2 separate regions of the Mus musculus genome follow, and region 1 is linked to region 2. A link is a contact called in public Hi-C data. All regions are on one chromosome and are shown on one strand. Each heading gives the region's core, a stretch centred on a gene start, on an enhancer-like site or on the middle of the called end of the contact. The rest is flanking DNA. Distances are from core to core; before and after follow the strand shown.

What was found. Hi-C and Micro-C count contacts between places; a contact is called where the count stands out from the background.
Region 1: a Hi-C map of cortical neurons shows a contact between it and region 2, with 2.7 times the contacts expected there. The contact joins two enhancer-like sites. A contact is called at or near these places in 2 of 484 Hi-C or Micro-C datasets (both in cortical neurons) and 3 of 115 datasets of contacts at active chromatin or transcription factors (the NIH/3T3 cell line, astrocytes and bone marrow-derived dendritic cells).

What each region holds. Positions count from the first base shown.
Region 1 is chr15:68,204,039-68,206,950 of GRCm38.p6, forward strand. The region is part of intron 3 of Zfat (zinc finger and AT hook domain containing); the gene reads right to left. Among named protein-coding and RNA genes, the nearest start is that of Zfat, 53 kb to the right of the region's middle. Within about 2 kb of position 1,268, at least 25 of the 459 cell types and tissues checked have an H3K27ac peak or open chromatin away from gene starts, as enhancers often do. A contact at or near this core is called in cortical neurons, where this site is marked.
Region 2 is chr15:67,787,516-67,790,215 of GRCm38.p6, forward strand. No RefSeq gene overlaps it. Among named protein-coding and RNA genes, the nearest start is that of Zfat, 470 kb to the right of the region's middle. Within about 2 kb of position 1,291, at least 1 of the 459 cell types and tissues checked has an H3K27ac peak or open chromatin away from gene starts, as enhancers often do. A contact at or near this core is called in cortical neurons, where this site is marked.

The DNA.
Region 1 (2,912 bases), core at 18-2,517, 420 kb after region 2:
GTCATAAGGCACAGAGCTGAAGGAAGTACAGTCGAAAACTCCAGGAGAACACAGTGTGTCTTCAAGAAGACCTGGAAACTACTGTGTGTTCTTCCATAGGAATGTTTAACAAGAGCAGTGGGGAGTTTCACAGTTCTCTTTTCAGGGAATGACCCCAGTAATAGGAAACTTTGGGGGCTCAGAAGCCACTTTCACAAGCTTCACATATTGATTTCTGCAGGCTGAAAAATGTTTTTCAAAAACACCAGCTGTTCCTCATCACAACAGGGGAAAAAACTCTTTTCCCAGTTCCTCTTACTATTGAAATGCAGAATAAAATAAATAAATGTTGGATACATATTCTAAATGTTATTTTAACTTGCCAGGGTTCAGAGGAGAGAGAGAAAACACTTATTTTGCTTTCATCTAATTGTTTTAACAAGCTCTGGAGTCAAGGTCAATTTCTGAAATGTCACTGAAGTGCTCTTTACAGTGCATGTGCTGGAAGAATTATGTGACTATTTTCCGATTGTAATGTTGTGCTTGGTAGCCTAGGGAGCACCGTGCAGTATGTTGAGCTCAGCCCGAGGCAGCTGGGCATAAGGGCACTTCTACAGACTTGAGAGGCGTCCACCCAGACCAGAGGTGGGGAAAACAACGAGGCTCTACCTTCCCGTTAGGTATCTGTGAAATTGAAGACCTTTTAGGCCACGGGGATCAGTGACGGATGAGGATGTTTTCCACGGGGCTTATTACTATGTATACTGATAATCCTGTGAGGAGGACGGTGCCTGCCTGCCTTGCTACAGTCACTGCCTAATTATCACAGAATGTACTGCCAACAGTACGAAGCTTGCAGAGGAACTTTGATTTCTTACTAAGGTACAGGAAACCCTCCCTGCCAGAGGCCTGGGGAAAGAGTGTGCTCTGTCCCCCTAAGGCAGAGATAACAGGGATTTCTAAGGCAGGAATGTGGTAGCTCAGGACACAGCCTGAAAGAGCAGATCTTGCTCCTTACCTCCCCCCAACGGGGACACTGGATAAACACCTTGGCTAGACTTAAATTCCTCAGGGACTAAATTAGAAAAGGAGCTTAAATGCCCAGTTCTTTTTTAACCAATCTTACAGAAACACATACTGTGTTGTTCAGTTTACACAGCATTCTCAGAATGACAAAATCACAGATTTGGAGACTAGATCAGTGGGCAAGTGTTGGGAGACCAATGTGGGTAAAAGAGCAGCAACAGGTGAGCTTTGAGGGAACAGGGCAACTCTGCCACCTGCTGGCAATATGGCTGACAAATCTATACAGGCAACAAGTGACTGAACCACAGGGCACACTGGGAATCTTGATACTCCTTGGCTCTGTGTGAGGGGTGGGGACATGGGGCCGTTTTGCACTGTCTTTGCAACTCCAAAGCACAATGTTTAATTTTAAGGGGTTTTTAGACTTTGAATTGCAAGACCCTATCTTCTCTGTAGACCTTATATTTTTAAATAATTCATTAACTAAATAATATTTATTAAGAATTTCTTTACATTAATGTATTGGTTTTGTGTGTGTGTGTGTGTGTGTCCTTACTTCTCAAGTTATGGAGAAATACAATTTCCAAATTATAACTTTAAAATATGTAGACTGAATGAAAGCACACCAGAAACAAAAATATACAGAAGTATATTTTCATCATTGGAGGACATGATGACAGTTGTCTACGCTAGTATAAAAAAGAGTAGAAAAGAAATGCAAAAGACATTAGAGAGTAAATGATAAACTGTGGGAAATAATTTAAGTACATAGGACAGTCCAGATGCAGAGTGAGTTAATCATATGAATGAGGACTACCCCAGCCATCTACGAACACAAATAGCCAATAACCTAGCCATGTACATAGAGAATCCATTCCTCATGAGTGGCCACAGATTGAAAGTTTTAAAGCCTGCTTTGCATGAGAACAGCAGGATAACTACTGACTCAGTGGAGGCCAAGAGGACAAAGGCAAGGTGGACACAGTCTCAGCTGGAAGGGAGCAGGGAGACCTGAGGTGGCAGGTCATTCTGACAACAGCCACATGTGCTGAAATGTAAAGCGGTCCTTCTTCACCCCCAAACCATGTGATGAGGCCTGTACCGAAGTCAAAATAACATGCAAAGACTAATGATAAAACTGCATGTTAAATACTACATTAAAACAGTACTAGCCTGGTGGTGGTGGCACACGCCTTTAATCCCAGCACTTGGGAGGCAGAGGCAGGCAGATTTCTGAGTTCGAGGCCAGCCTGGTTCTACAAAGTGAGTTCCAGGACAGGCAAGGCTATACAGAGAAACCCTGTCTCAAAAACAAGCAAAGAAACAAAAACAAACAAACAAAAAACAGTACTAATGCCCCGGGACTATAGAACTATGCAAAAATGTCATATGGCTTTTAAAAATGACAACAGTTGACATTTGCTAATTGTTTGGGGTTGTGACACCTAGCAAAACAGTCACAAGTATCATATACAGGCTGTCAATATTTTTCAAAATGGAAGTAGTAGTGATACATTCCTTTAATTCCAGCAGTACAGAGGCTTACAAAAAACAGATCTCGAACAACAATATGAACTAACCAGTACCCTGGAGCTCTTGACTCTAGCTGCATATGTATCAAAAGATGGCCTAGTCGGCCATCACTGGAAAGAGAGGCCCATTGGACATGCAAACTTTATATGCCCCAGTACAGGGGAACGCCAAGGCCAAAAAGGGGGAGTGGGTGGGTAGGGGAGTGGGGGTGGGTGGCTATGGGGGACTTTTGGTATCACATAGGAAATGTAAATGAGCTAAATACCCAATAAAAAATGGAAAAAAAAAAACAGATCTCTTTGAATTCAAGGCTACCCTGGTCTACATAGCTATCTCCAGGCCAGTCAGAACTATCATCACATTGAGCAATCTTC
Region 2 (2,700 bases), core at 41-2,540:
GGCTGGGGTGAAGTCTCATAGCCGAATGTTGACAATGAAGCCACCCACTGACCTGTTTCATACGATGTAGGTTTACTTCGACACATGCGTACAATTTGATCCTTAGTGTGGATTCAGATGTCCACTCCAACAGTACTGAGAAAGAATGGTTCTGTCCTCAAGAGAATGCCTCTTGTTGCCCTTTCTAAGAACACTTCCATCAGACCCTCCACAATAACCCCTCTGGCAGCCACAACTCTCGTCTGCAAACTTGTAACTTATCTACTTCAAAACAATCACAATGTCTACAAACCCTTTGGGGTTTCGTCTTTTAGAGATCCTTAATTGACAGTTTCTTATTTATATAATGAATTCATGTTGTTGTTGTTGTTGTTGTTACCCTGCCAGTCCCTTCTCTCAGTGCCCTCTTCTGCTAGAGCCATTCTCAAGGAGACCTGCTCTTACTTCTGTACCTTCTTTCTGTGTGCTCCAATGCATTTAATGAGTTTCTTGCCCAACTGTGGGTGGCAGTTAATTTACTGGAGCAAGGAAAACTTATGAATGGTGAAGCTATTTTAAAAAAGAAAGAGAGAGATACCCTCTTCCAACAACCATTAATTGCCCATAGTCACTCAGAGAGAGGAGAGGTTTAGTAAGACCCTCCCCCAACTGGGATAAAATGTTGAGGTCATATTATGTCACTATTTGCAGGCATTATGCAAATAATCATGCCTACAGGGAATTCCTGAGAGCAGTGGTTCCTTTTGCTGTTTGTTTGTTTGTTTGTTTGTTTGTTTGTTTGTTTTCTGCTCATCTCCCCTTCCTCCGGCTCTCAGGCTCTTTCATTCCCTCTTCTGGAAAGTTCACTGAGCCTTGGACACAGCAGCATATGCTGAAGTCTCAGAGACAGAAACAAATGGCATTTTATGCAGCATGTTCCTCCGAAGAGCCATCGAGGTTGCTATGTGCTTTGGTGGTTTCTTGTCTTCCATTTTTGGATACATGGCATACCATAGATGGACAGTGGCTAGTTTAACCCTTCAAATGACAAAGGGCTTGTGGTTGTTTCCAGCTTGGGAACACGGAAATAAACCTCACAAAATTTTCATGTGCCATGCATTGCTTTGTGTGTGTGTGTGTGTGTGTGTGTGTGTACATAAATCTATATCTCTCTAGGGAAAATATTCAGATCCACACATTCTGGATTGTAGATGCATCTGTTCTTTTTTAAGAGAAACTACCCAACTGTCTTCTGAGCTGTTTTCTGGCATAGTCAGCAGCTGCCTCTGCCTTTGATGTTTCCACTGGTTTAGATTTTAACTATCCTGGTGGGTGGGCAGTCAGGCATTACTGTGTTTTATCCTGCATCTCCCCAGTAGCAAATGATGTTATCTGTCTTTTAAAGTCCTTATTTACCATCTGTATATCCTCTTCAGTGAATGAGCTGTCCAAGCCTATTCTCCATTTTATGTTTGGATTTAATTGAATATAAAATTTTGGATTTTAAGAGATTTGGCTTTTTTAGTTGTTTTCTATGGATCTATTTTTCACTTTCTAAATGGTATCCTTGATTGAATAGATGGTCTGGAAATTTGGAAATATAGTCTCCCAATCTGTAGCAAGTCTTTTTTTTTTTTTCTGCTAATAGAACTTTGCAATGTAAAAGGTTTTTTTTTTTTTTTTTTTTTTTTTTTTTTAATTCAGGGAATGGGAGACTTTTAAGTAAAACCTTACATAAACCACACTTTTACTTTAAGTTCAAAATCCCTTTGCCAAGACACTAACACTAAAGATTGTTTCTCATAGTTGGGGGGATGAGGGGCGTGTGTGTGTGTGTGTGTGTGTGTGTATGTATGTGTATGTGTGTGCTTTCTCTCCTATGCACATAAATTAAGAGACAGGAGAGCAACAGCATCTTCTCTGTCATTTACCACCTATCATTTTCCTTTCTTTTCTTTCTTTCATTTTATTTTGTTTTATCTTATTTTATTTTGTTTTGTTGGAGTCAGGGTCTCTCACTGTACCCAGAGCTCACTGTCTCTGCAGCACTGGCCAGTCCGTGAGCCCCGAGGATCCAACTGTCTTCTTCCTACCAGTGCTGAGATTGCAGGCATGCAAGGCTGCACTTGGCTTTTATGTAGGTTCTTAGGATCCAAAGTCAGATGCTCACGTACTCTGCTACCTCCCTATCCTCTCCTTCAGCCTTTCAAGTGTTTTAGAGTTTATGTTTTAGTTTGTGGGTCTGCTTTTTTGAACAAATTTTGATGAAAAGAGAATGAGAGAGAGCAATGAACCTAAGAAGAAGAGAAACACATTCTTCTAGGTTGCCATTCACTCTTCATTCATTCATTCAGTCAGCCAAGCTGTCAATCATGACCCTATATAGCATGGACTTCCCGTGAGACAAGGTCACTTAGTTTTCTTCTATTGGAGAACACAGCAGCTCCCTCTCTTTCAAAAATGGCAATGGAAAAACCCATCTATAACCACTAGAAGCACGAAGATACACCAAGTCTGGCCCTCTGTTTCCTGAAATCTCTCCCTTCCGCAATGCCAGGGTAGCCAAAGATTCCAATAAAGCAAGGAGAATGTGCAGATTTGTGGTTCACACAGGGCAAGACTTCATAGGGAACAATGCTAAATGAGCTCAGTGAACAATCACTAAAGAGTTCTATTTAACCTCTCCAAAGCTCTCCACAAGGAATGGTACAGGTCGGCCTC